Linked DNA regions of Xenopus laevis: region 2 is linked to region 1. A link is a contact called in public Hi-C data. All regions are on one chromosome and are shown on one strand. The core of a region is the stretch at or near the end of the contact, and the rest is flanking DNA. Distances in the headings are between cores, read along the strand shown. Region 1 has its middle 25 kb from the start of slc27a4.L. Region 2 has its middle 19 kb from the start of LOC108704485.

Region 1 (5,444 bases), core at 2,804-5,303:
ATCTCCTCTTCTTCGTGGCGGCAAATCTTCCCAGAACTGCCTCGTTTCTCGAAGTCGCCTGAAGTTGCCTCACAAAGAAACTTCGGGCGACTTTTGGCAATCCAAGTGCCGCCGGCTAGAATCTAAATCGCCGGCGGGAGGCAGTTCAGGGAGATTAGTTCCCCCAATAAAGAGGTGATTTTTTGCCGGACAACTAAATCTCCCTGAATTTTTGCGTGTGCCCTTACCTTTAGATATGGAAGACTCATCTCAATTGATTAATAATGATTTTTTTTGTCAATTCCTCAGCTGAAATTCTTGATTTCTGTCAATTATTAATGGCGGCCACTGGGAAATCTAGTTTTTTTATGTTGGATTCTAGAGAAAGCCCCCACATTGAAAGATGTACTCTTATATTTGCATAGTTTATGTATTCAAGAAGCTATTAGATTCCGAATCGAAGATTTTTCTTTATGAAATAAAATAAAAAAAGAGATGGTCAATTTATGTTGAAACTTTAGATGGCAATATAAAAAGAATGTATTCTTTGAAGAATTCAGGAATATAATATAGTTGTCAATCCATTCACATAATTGTTGAATTGTATTTACAAATAAACTATCTGGATTTTAAAATCCATTTGTCGAGCAATAATAAATCTCATAAATAGATGAGAAACAGGTCAAAATGTTTAACAATATTTGTTTTTTGTTCATGTAGAATTCTGAATGTTATATATTTGGAATATGAAACTGCACATATATTTTTACATGCTGTAAAACAGTCCACTTATTTTATTGTAAAATTCAACAAAAGGAATTTGAAAAGAAATGGCCCCTTGTCCAGCAAAGCATGTAGTGTCCACGATGTTCTATCTACCCCTTCCAGCTTGCACATAGTAACTCTGCTCCCTGCACAATGATACATGCCTGAACACAGCAGCAACTGCCATTTGAACAGGCCAGGATTTGCTCGCTAAAGGTGGCCATAGACGCACAGATAATATCGTATTTGGTGCTTGTATGGTGGGAAAAGAGACGACCGATATCAGCAGAAGACTTGGATATCGGTCGGCCCGTCGATCGGGCTGGATGGAAAATTTTGATCGGGTGCCTTGGAAGGTACCCAAACACTGGCTATTGTTAGTGCTGAATCGTCAGATACAGGTAGAATTCTATTGTGTCTACCTATATATCTGACATTCAGATTGTTTCTACCTGTCGACGATTCAGCTCTACATGTGTGTATTGAAACTATCTTTCTTGGAAAGATCTTTTCCAAGAAAGATCGTAATTACGTCTTAAGATGGCATGATTCTGCTGAGGAACCAGAAGCAGCTGGAGCTTTGATTCTCCTAAAGTACCCATAAATAAAACATTTTGTCTTATTTGCTATTTCTATCCGCAGAGCACTACAGAAACCAGCACCTGTCGGAGGAAGCTGGAAGTTGTAGTTTAGCAACCTCTGGAGGGTCGTCCATCCCTCTCTCCAACCTGATTAGTTCAGAGCAATGGGTTCATTTGTTGGCATTGGGGCATGTGAAAAGGAGGGGTAGAGAGAATAAATTCTGCATAAAGCACAAGGCAGTCCTAGAACAGCTGTTTGTATCCTGTGCACCGAAAGCTTTTCATAATAAAGCAGACAATGGCCGTTTGAAATGGAGGAGGAATCCCTCTGCAGGGGGGGCACAATGAGGATTGGCCTGCAGTTGCTTTGTTTGATCTCCAGCCTCTCAGCAGAAGGACCGAGTGGGTCAGCAAAAGTGAGATGCCTTTTTCAGCCACTCAAAGGTATTCATGTGTTAATGGGGTGTCAAGCAGAGATCAGTGAGCTTCTCTGCTTGGGTTAAATTGCAAGGAAAAAGAAAAAAAGTAGGGAGGGGGGGGAAAGAATAAGAAAGAAGGAGCTGAATCGGTAGAGGCCTTGAATACCATTACAGCCTGCAGGAAAGTTTAGGCCTCCCCCATGGGAAGTTGCTTGTGTTCCGGCTGAAGGAGGAGGAGAGGTGGGGGCCCCTGAGCTTTCTTATTCAGGCGACTATTGAAAAGGTTTCAACAATGCAGGAGAAAGCTTGAACAATAAACCCCTGCCTGGCCTTCAATGCTGAGCTCTAAACAGCCATTTAACCTTCCAAAAAAGGCTGAAAGTGACACTAAAGCTGCAAATGAGGCTTTATCCAACCTCCTTGGTTCTCGCTAAGCTGGAGGCCATTTGCAATGCTAGCTCCCCTTGGTACTGTCCTTTTCCTGACACAGGAGCAACACAAATTACCCCCCACAACACAAAATAGCAGTCCTCTAATTAGGACAACGGGCGGATTGGAAAATGGAAAAGGGAGGCTCCGCTATGAGTGCCTGACATCTGTAGTGGTTTCTGTGCAGACCCCAAGAAAAGCCCAATTTGTGAAGTCGCTAATATACAAAATTAAATTTAGAATTTCTCAGGAAGGGCTGGACAAGTCCCGAAATGTTTGATCCACATGTGTATGCACCTGATGCACCTTGAGTAAACATTGAGAGCACCCTACTTGCAAACTACAGGAACTCTGTTTTGTAAAGTCCAACTTGTGGCCTGTCAGAGCGTAAGAACGTTGGATGCAATGAAATTAACTTAGGAAGACCTACAATTGAGCACTGAATCCAGGTCCCTGGCATGGGCACAGGAATATCAATGGGGCACGCGAATCTTGGCGATCTATGATCTGTGTGCAACCAACTGAACCAGCTGAATTGGGAGAAGTTAGGACCGTCTAGAAGAATGTTTACAAACCAAAACCAATCTGTACCCAGGAGATGTTAGGTTAGTTTCCCGATACATGCTTCTGGCACAGCAATAAATTCAGATGAATAAACATGAGCAGAGGCTTACAGCTTGCAAGAAAAAGGAATTAGAGGTGTGTGGGTGTAGGCCTGCAAAGGCATAGATCTGGCTTCATCACCTGTCTGGTGGGAGGAATGATTTGACAAAGATGGCTTCCTCGGTTGACATGGTCTCCTTACAGTTCCAGGAATGATAGTGTCTTGATTGACAACGCCACACAGTGTGCAGAATGATGGAGTCCACATTGACAACTCCACATAGTGCATATAATAATAGTGTCCTGATTGACAACTCCACACAGTGTGCAGAATGATGGAGTCCAGATTGACATGTCTACACAGTATACACAGAATGATGGTTTCTAGATTGACATGTTCATATTGGGGGCATAATAATGGTGTCCTGATTGGCTTCTTCACACAGTGAGATTAAAAAGCAGTTAGGTGGGGAGAAAAATATATGTATGGGGAATCATATGACATGACTGCTTCCTGACTTGCCAAACATGACATGACCACTTCCTGTAAGCCAAAAAAACATGGTTCCTTCCATGGGGAGACCCCTGTGTTCACTTGGGTGGGTGAGGAAGGTGACAGCAAAGCCGGTTGGCTTAAAAAAACTTGTTGGGCAAATCGCTGGTTAAACCACAGGGGAGGAAGCTGATTGTATAAAAGGGATTTCTTGATAACAACAGCTCATGGACAGACATCTCTAACATTTCTGATTTGGGGCCAAAGGATAAAGATATATCTTGGGTGGGGGGTCAGCCGGCTATTGAGTGATATGATGTGAATTTGTTGGACTGGAGAATCAAACTAGGCCTTGGCATTTCCAGTACACAGAGACCCAAACAGCCTCCCACAGGCCAATAAATAGTGACAGACTATGACATTTTACAGCAGCTCATTTGGCATTTGCCAGAATCTACAGATTGCCAGTCCGAACCTGGTTGGAGACAGAGATCCGCTCTTTTGCTGAGGTCGCTAAACAAGCAGATCTCTCCCCTATATGCCCATGGGTGATATCGGGCTTATCCGGTTGTGTGCCCTAGGGCCCAACGAACGGATCACAACGAGAATACGGGCGGTCGGATTAAGGACAGCATCAACTAACCCACACAGTCCTCGATCCGATGGGATTTTTAAACCTACCTGATCGACATCCGGCCAGATATTGATTGGTTAAGCCTGACAGGGCCCCATACAATGCCCAATAAGCTGTCAATTTAATCTGTCGGCAATTTAGATCTGGGGGCCATTAGTCAGAGTTATATAACTTGAGACCTGCGGCTGGATGTGGGCCCTTTAAGAGTTGTATGCCCCCAAACTGCTTAAAAGGTTCATAAACCTGTAATTTTATTATAATCTGAATGTCTGCCACGACAATGAGCTTCTTATGGGTCAAAAATTGGTGCTTGAACCCAGGCAATGTTAAAAGTAAAATACAGCTTGCACAGAACCCTGGGCCTGTCCCTTTGATAACATTTGTTTTTCTGACCAGACATCAATCAATGAAATATGAAAATTACTGGGAGAGCTGACCAGACAAAAGAGTTCCAACCATGCTCATTCCACCCGAACTGAAGTGGAGAAGAACAACTACAAGTAACAAGAAAGTTCTGAATATCAGTGAGTATAACAGACAGTTTGGATTTACTTTATTAATGGCATTTCAGCTGCCATCAATCTAAATACAGTCTCATTATAGATTGCCTGGCGTAGATTGTAATATTGTTGTATTAGCAGTGGGGGAAAAAAATTGTATGTAGATTTCAAAAGTGTGCTCCTGAGCAATTCTATATGAATTTGTTTTATGGTTTCAGGGCAACAAAGCATACCTCCCAACATTTTGTAAATAAAAAGAGGGACAAAAAAGTTGCCATGCGTAGTGCGGCAACATCTTTTGACCACGCCCATTTTTGTGGTCACACCCCCTAATTACCATGTTCATTTTACAAAATTTGGCAGACTATAAAAGTCTGAACACATTTCTGTGTTTTTTCCCCAGTTATTAGTTTTGCTAATGAAGGTGAATTGCCCTTTAAGTTGTGAGTCACAATTTCCCCAAGAGACCTGTTATCTTATATTGTTACAATTACTCATTTGCTTGTCTGAAATTGTTACAAAAGTTTCCCAGTGCACCTGGTGGCTGTTCTGGGCTCTCTGCCAAAAACCAATTAAGTTAGAAAAATGTTTCTTTTTCTGGCTGTTCAGTGCAGAGAAAAATGGGACTTTCCAGTACAAATGAGGGACTGCAGGTTGAACTGTCAAAAGAGGGACTGCCCCTCTAAAAACCGGACAGTTGTGAGGTATGACAAAGTGCTGTCATTATTTTAGTGATATCCTGACCTGACCTGAAGTCTTGTTGCTTTATATGGTCACAGAACAACCCCTCGGTGTCTTCTAAAATCCTTATCATTTACAGTAGGGGGTACATTATCCCTTATAATACGAGTGATACTCAGAATTCCCTTTATAACTCAGCCTGCAGCATTGTGCCTTTATATGGTCACAGAACCCCTCAGTGACTTCTAATATCCTTATTGTTTACAGTAGGGGGTACATTATCCCTTATAATACATGAGTGATACTCAAAGTTCAAAGTTCCCTGCAGCCTAGTGCCTTTATATGGTCACAGAACAACCC
Region 2 (5,865 bases), core at 982-3,481, 34 kb before region 1:
TTTTGCAAATGTGATGGTATAACCAGTACTAGATAAAAATACCTGTATCTATGTCACACGTAGGTGGGTGATAAAACAACAGATACATTATGGGCTAAATATCCACACATTTGTATGATCTTCTTATTCACAGATTAATAAATATGTGATAAAACCACAACTATTATGCGCGTCCAGTTCAATGTTTCTAGTATTACAAGTACTGAATAGAAATACCTTTGCGTTTGTCACAGTCCACACAGACAATCACTCTTACCTGAGAAATGGTGGTCTATCCTGACTCAGCTCAGCTTCTCGGATCCAAAGGATCTGCTGTCACCTCTCCGTTTTTAGCTGGAATATCACTTCTCTGCCTGGGAGGGTCTGAGTAGCCTCCCCTGACTTTTAAACTGTTTTTCCTGGCAGGACACGTTCATAGCTTTGCACGTTGAGCAATGTGACAGAATATGCTGCTGAAAAATGGACTTTCATGTGAGCACCGTTAACCCTAAATATTACTGTCTTTTTATCACTGCCATGGTTTCTGCCTTTGTAATAACCAACACCCAGTATGACTAAGTAGCAACAGATTTATGTGCAGCCCTGTACATTAGGCATTTTACATGACAAGTGGCTGCAAAAAAACTAGATGCACAATCCATAGTGTGTTCTGAACCTTGCAACTCCTAAGATGTACCTTGGGTATGACATGCAGGTAATAGGCACCTAAGGGGACTCCCATTTAGAGTCCTGTGCTGGCCCAGTTGGGCAGACCTATGCCCAACTGTGTCCCGCTAACTCAGAACCCAAACCATTCCCTCTACTTATCCCCATTGCCGGAATTGCAGGTGTCTTAAACTTTAGCCCGACCCAGGATCCGTGCAAAATGGAAGTGACTTCACTGGTGGGTGGAAGTAAAGTCACTCTGGAGGCAAATCAACCAGGTCAGGGGGAAAAAGTTAATTTTAACTTTGGGAGGTGGGGGGAATGCAAGCTTGCAATCAACCGGGTGCCCAGGTACCCAGACTCGTGGACCACCCACATGGTCAGGGAATTGGGGTCTTTCTGTCCAAATAGCAACAAAACAATAAAGGGTGTATGGCACACTGGAAACCACACCAGGTCAAACCAAAAAGTTAAAAATACTTTATTGAACCATCATCTCAAGCCTTACCCATTTCGTGTCCATCTGACACTTAATCGTAGGCTCATAGTGTTCAAAAAAGTATTTTCCTTTTTTAACTTTTTGGTCTGACCTGGTGTGGTTTCCAGTGTGCCCTACACCCTTTATTGTTTTGTTGCTATATGGTCTAAATACTCTACCTTGAGCACCTGGGCCATCTCTCTACTTGGTGAGTCTTTATCAGCAGGAGTATTTATGCTAACCATTTATTTTTTGGATGACAATTCTTTCTATCCAAAACCCAACCACTTTGCGGGTATCCTCTACTCCCATGCCATACCCACTTGTCGCACCTTACATGTGTAACTTGTGAATGGCAAGCAGGTAATAAGCCTCCCATATCTTGCCCACTTGTCACACTTTGCATCTTTGCTGACAATGCACAGAAGAAGCTCCAGTAGGTGTCCAAAGGAATACCCATGTCATCCTTGTCCTCGTTTGCACATAAGTTGTGCCTGTCAATGTATGAAAGGGATGCCCTTGGGTGTCCAATCAGGGTGCCCATGTTATCTTCACTTGCCACACCTTACATGGTAGTCACAAGTTAAGCCATTTAAAGGCAAGTGCCAATCTTTGCACACCAAACAAAGGCACCTGACAAAGGAAAGGCGGAAAGGCGCATTGCTGGCAAAAAATGGAGCCCTCATTCAGGCAGCACAGTGCTCAGCTCAGCACTTTATTAATGTGTCCAGCAATTGTGAGGGAGACAATATATATGGCATCTCCCATGAACTGGCCTGAAACTCGTCACCTCCACGACATGACACTAATTTATTTGCTTCAGCAGTTTTGAGAACAGATGGAATCTGGAATCGGGATGGAATCTGAATAGTTTCACAAGTCCCCTCACTGCTGTGTGAAAGGGCCTTAAACCTGCACCTCCCTCCCTCATGTGAGGGTCAGCAAATGAAGGGGAGGGTAAGGCCATTTTATGGCAGTCCTTTTCAAACAGAGAGGTCACATGTCAGCAAAATCTGTGCCTTTGTCGTGGGATTGGTCACATTTCACTCCAATTTCGGGGGGGGGGTTTGTCTCTCCCTCGAATGGTGTTGCCATGAGACCGGGTGCAGTGGGTCAGGTATGCCCAGCTTTCAGGGAATTAGAAGGTAAAAAAAAGCTGAGCTGGCAAACACAATTTATAGGAGCATGTTACTTCATTATCACTGATGAGGAGGAGGGAGGACAGCTTATATTATCTGCACATGTCCTATAGAAGCAGCAGGGACTGAGAGAGACTGAAACAGAACCTCATGCCACTCTGGATTTGGGCATAGTTCATTACAGTCATCGCTAGAGGCTTATATAATAATAGGGATGTTCCTGAGCCAATTCATGCAGGTGCACTAACAAGGTGCGAGGCATTGTTACCCTCAGGGGCATGCAAGGCACTTTGGACTCCAGTAGAACAGTCAGGTTTTTTGTGACAACCACCCAGCTGACAAACCCGTACCAAGCCAACTATAGGGACTATTTGGCTCCATGCTGTGTCATTGCAATGCATAATACCTTGTAAACTATCCAGGATAGTCAACTAAACTCAAATGTTTGGTGGAGGTAACTGCTGGAGTTGTCCTGGCCCATCCCTGGGCTTCCAGGAGTACCTAGAATTGTAGAAAGATATTCTTACTATAACTGGCGTTCAGGCTGGGCCCCTGAGGGGAGCTGGTGAATGGTGTAATTAGATGGGAGCAGACCCTGCAGCTGCAGGGCAAACTGTTGACACAGGGGCTAAGGAAGGACTTGTAATGCCTGTTCCATCTTGGGCCACGGCCAATATTATTATTATTAACATGTATTTTAGAGTGCCAACATATTCCATAACGCTATACATTACATTGGTTTATACAAAGAGCATACAGAATTACACACATAGCTACCTGTAACTGATACAAAAGGTGAAGAGGGCCCTGCCCAAAAGAGCTTACAATCTATGAAGTATGCTGGCCCCCTCGCCCTGTGCCACTTGCAATCCCTATTCCCACAGCCCGTGACTCCTGCTTTGGATGCCCATGGCTCTTAAACCCTCTTACAGATACACCCCTCCCCTGTGTTTTAATCCTAGTGCTGGAGTGGGGGTAAAGTGGGGGCTCATGGGTAAGTGTAGAAGGGGGGGTTATGCCACTGCTATAGAGGAAGCAGACCCTTAGACTTCTAGGGAACCCAAACATTATACAGAGCCCAAATGCGCATGAATGATATGGAGCTGCAATAAAGGGCTCATTTACAAACGTAGACATGATAAAATGGGCATAAATTTTGCGCTGCTTGTAGCCATTCACTACAGCTAAGTTACAAGGCTGTTTTGATGAATTTGCTATTGATGCTGGTGAACCTCGGAGCTACTACCACCATTAGTGGCATAGCAATAGGCATAGCGCACTTGTGCTAAAAGTATCATATGTGTTAGACTGGGTTGTCCAAGGCCCACCAGGGCTATCAACACTAGGGTCTCTCATTTTTTTTTGAAGCCCGAGCAAGTGCTTCAAAACAAACCACCCAGTGCAAAAGTGCAAACACAAAATTGCAAACGTGCGTAAGGGTGCGTTGGACTTATCTTTAAAGAGACATAGTCTCAAAAACCCCAAGGCACCGGGCAAAATGTACAGCGTGCCTTGAAGTCTTTGGGTCTGCCCCTTTATGCCCGACCTCCCAGGCACGAAGCACAGACAGGGGGCAAGGGTCTTCCAACCTCCCTTTGCCGCATATCTAGGGGGGGGGTCCCTGTATCCAAATTCCTTTCGGCCTAATGGCTGCCCCAGGGAAGAGAAAACTATCACCTCCAATGAGGTCTAAGTCTTTGCGCCCGTCCAGGGCCAGGTTCAAGGGGAGAAGGAGCCTAATGGCCAAACATCTCCCCCCTAGATCAGTGTTGCCCCGGAGGACCACACCAGATACAAGTGAAAAAACAAAAATAAAGTGCAAAGTGACGCACGAGATAAAATAAATAAATAGGATAAAAATCCATAATCAACGCTGCTAGCCTACACCTAACCCACCCCCACGCGCCATGTTGCTTCTTACTTGCAGCTGTGATCGGGGTGGGAAAGGAGCAACCAAAGCTCCTGGTTGAGAGCGGGGCTGGGTTTTTCCTGGTGTCCCGCTGGCCCAGTCCAACCTTGGACACAATATTGACTTTAAGGGCAGAGACACACGTCAGATTCGGGAGATTTAGTCACCAGGCGATTAATCGCCTCTTCTTCGGGGCGACTAATCTCCCTGAACTGCCTTCCTGCTAGAATGTAAATAGCCGGCAGGATGGCACTCAGAGTGATTTGTTTTCCAAAGTCGTCCAAGTTTCCTCATGAGGCAAACTTGAACACAATCTTGACTTTAAGGGCAAGAGACACACGGTCAGATTCGGGGAGATTAGTCACCCGATTAATCGTCTCTTTTCGGGCGATTAATCTCCCCAAACTGCCTTCACCTGCCTTCTCGCCTGCTAGAATGTAAATTGCCAGCGGGATGGCACTCAGAGTGCTTTGTTTTCCAAAGTCATCCGAAGTTTCCGCTTGAGCGTGTCTCTGCCCTAAAGATGTTGGTGCATCCAACATGCACAAGAAACTGCATTCGTTTTGTAATGGGGGGGCAGAAATGCTGCATTGTGGGTAAAACGCATGTAGAAATTACACTTTTCACCCTACACTTGTGGATGTAAATGAAACCATATAATCCTTATGAACGTCGTCCTATCCCCAAAGTTTAGAGGGCCCTTAAATGGTTTTGCCATGCGGGCTCACAAAGTTCTACTTACTCCACTGGTGATAGTATAAATATTTACTTATTCACCCAAATTCATACACATATTTTGTTTAATAGGGTCATAATATGGATTTATTTATGACACGGAAAATGTGGGAAATACATATTGACAAAAAGATTTTCATTAAAACTACTCTCTAAAAAAAATGGCAAAACTGTGCATTTCCTCTCCCTGTGAGTAGAACCTATCGATCGCTAACGTCGCATATTCTCAGCAGAATAGAGTTTAATAGAGGTTTCCGTCTCCGTGGATGTTTGGCTTTGTATCAGACAGTATCAAATATCCCCTGGGTTTATACTCTCTCCGTGCTGAGAGGAATCACCGCCATTCAAGAAATACTTTGGCTTTCCCCCCTGTTTGGAATGTTAATGTTATTTTCAGTTGGGTTCGTAGTCTGATTTTCTCATTCGGATTGAAATGATACTGTGATTATTACTGGCAATAAATATAATAAGGTTCATTGGTTTTTATTGTTATATACAATTTGGTACAAAGTATAATTATTATCTTTTATTTATATACTGACAAACATATTCTGCTGTGCTGTATGAATATTATATGTCATTCCCTGCCCCAGTGGAGCTTACAATCTAAGGTCCCTATCACATTCACACACACTAGGGGCAATTTTATCAGGAGCCAATTAAAGGGTTGGTTCACCTTTACGTTAACTTTTAGCATGTTATAGAATGGCTAATTTTTCAATTGTTCGTTTTTTTTTTTTATAGTTTATTTTCTTTTTTGCTCTGACTCTTTCAAATTAGACTTCACCTAAAAACAAATGCTCTGTAAGGCTGCACATTTATTGTTATTGCTACTAATTATGTTATTACATATTTCTCAGGCCTCTCCTATTCATAATCCAGTCTCTTATTCAAATCAATGCATGATTGCTATGTTAATTTGGACCCTAGCAACCAGACTGCTGAAATCATAAACTGGA

What was found. Hi-C and Micro-C count contacts between places; a contact is called where the count stands out from the background.
Region 2: a Hi-C map of the XTC cell line shows a contact between it and region 1, with 1.8 times the contacts expected there. The contact joins two enhancer-like sites. A contact is called at or near these places in 2 of 4 Hi-C or Micro-C datasets (the XTC cell line and animal cap).

Annotation. Positions count from the first base shown.
Region 1 is chr8L:10,911,385-10,916,828 of Xenopus_laevis_v10.1, reverse strand. No RefSeq gene overlaps it. Among protein-coding and RNA genes, the nearest start is that of slc27a4.L, 25 kb to the right of the region's middle. Within about 2 kb of position 4,053, at least 1 of the 7 cell types and tissues checked has an H3K27ac peak or open chromatin away from gene starts, as enhancers often do.
Region 2 is chr8L:10,943,512-10,949,376 of Xenopus_laevis_v10.1, reverse strand. No RefSeq gene overlaps it. Among protein-coding and RNA genes, the nearest start is that of LOC108704485, 19 kb to the left of the region's middle. Within about 2 kb of position 2,231, at least 3 of the 7 cell types and tissues checked have an H3K27ac peak or open chromatin away from gene starts, as enhancers often do.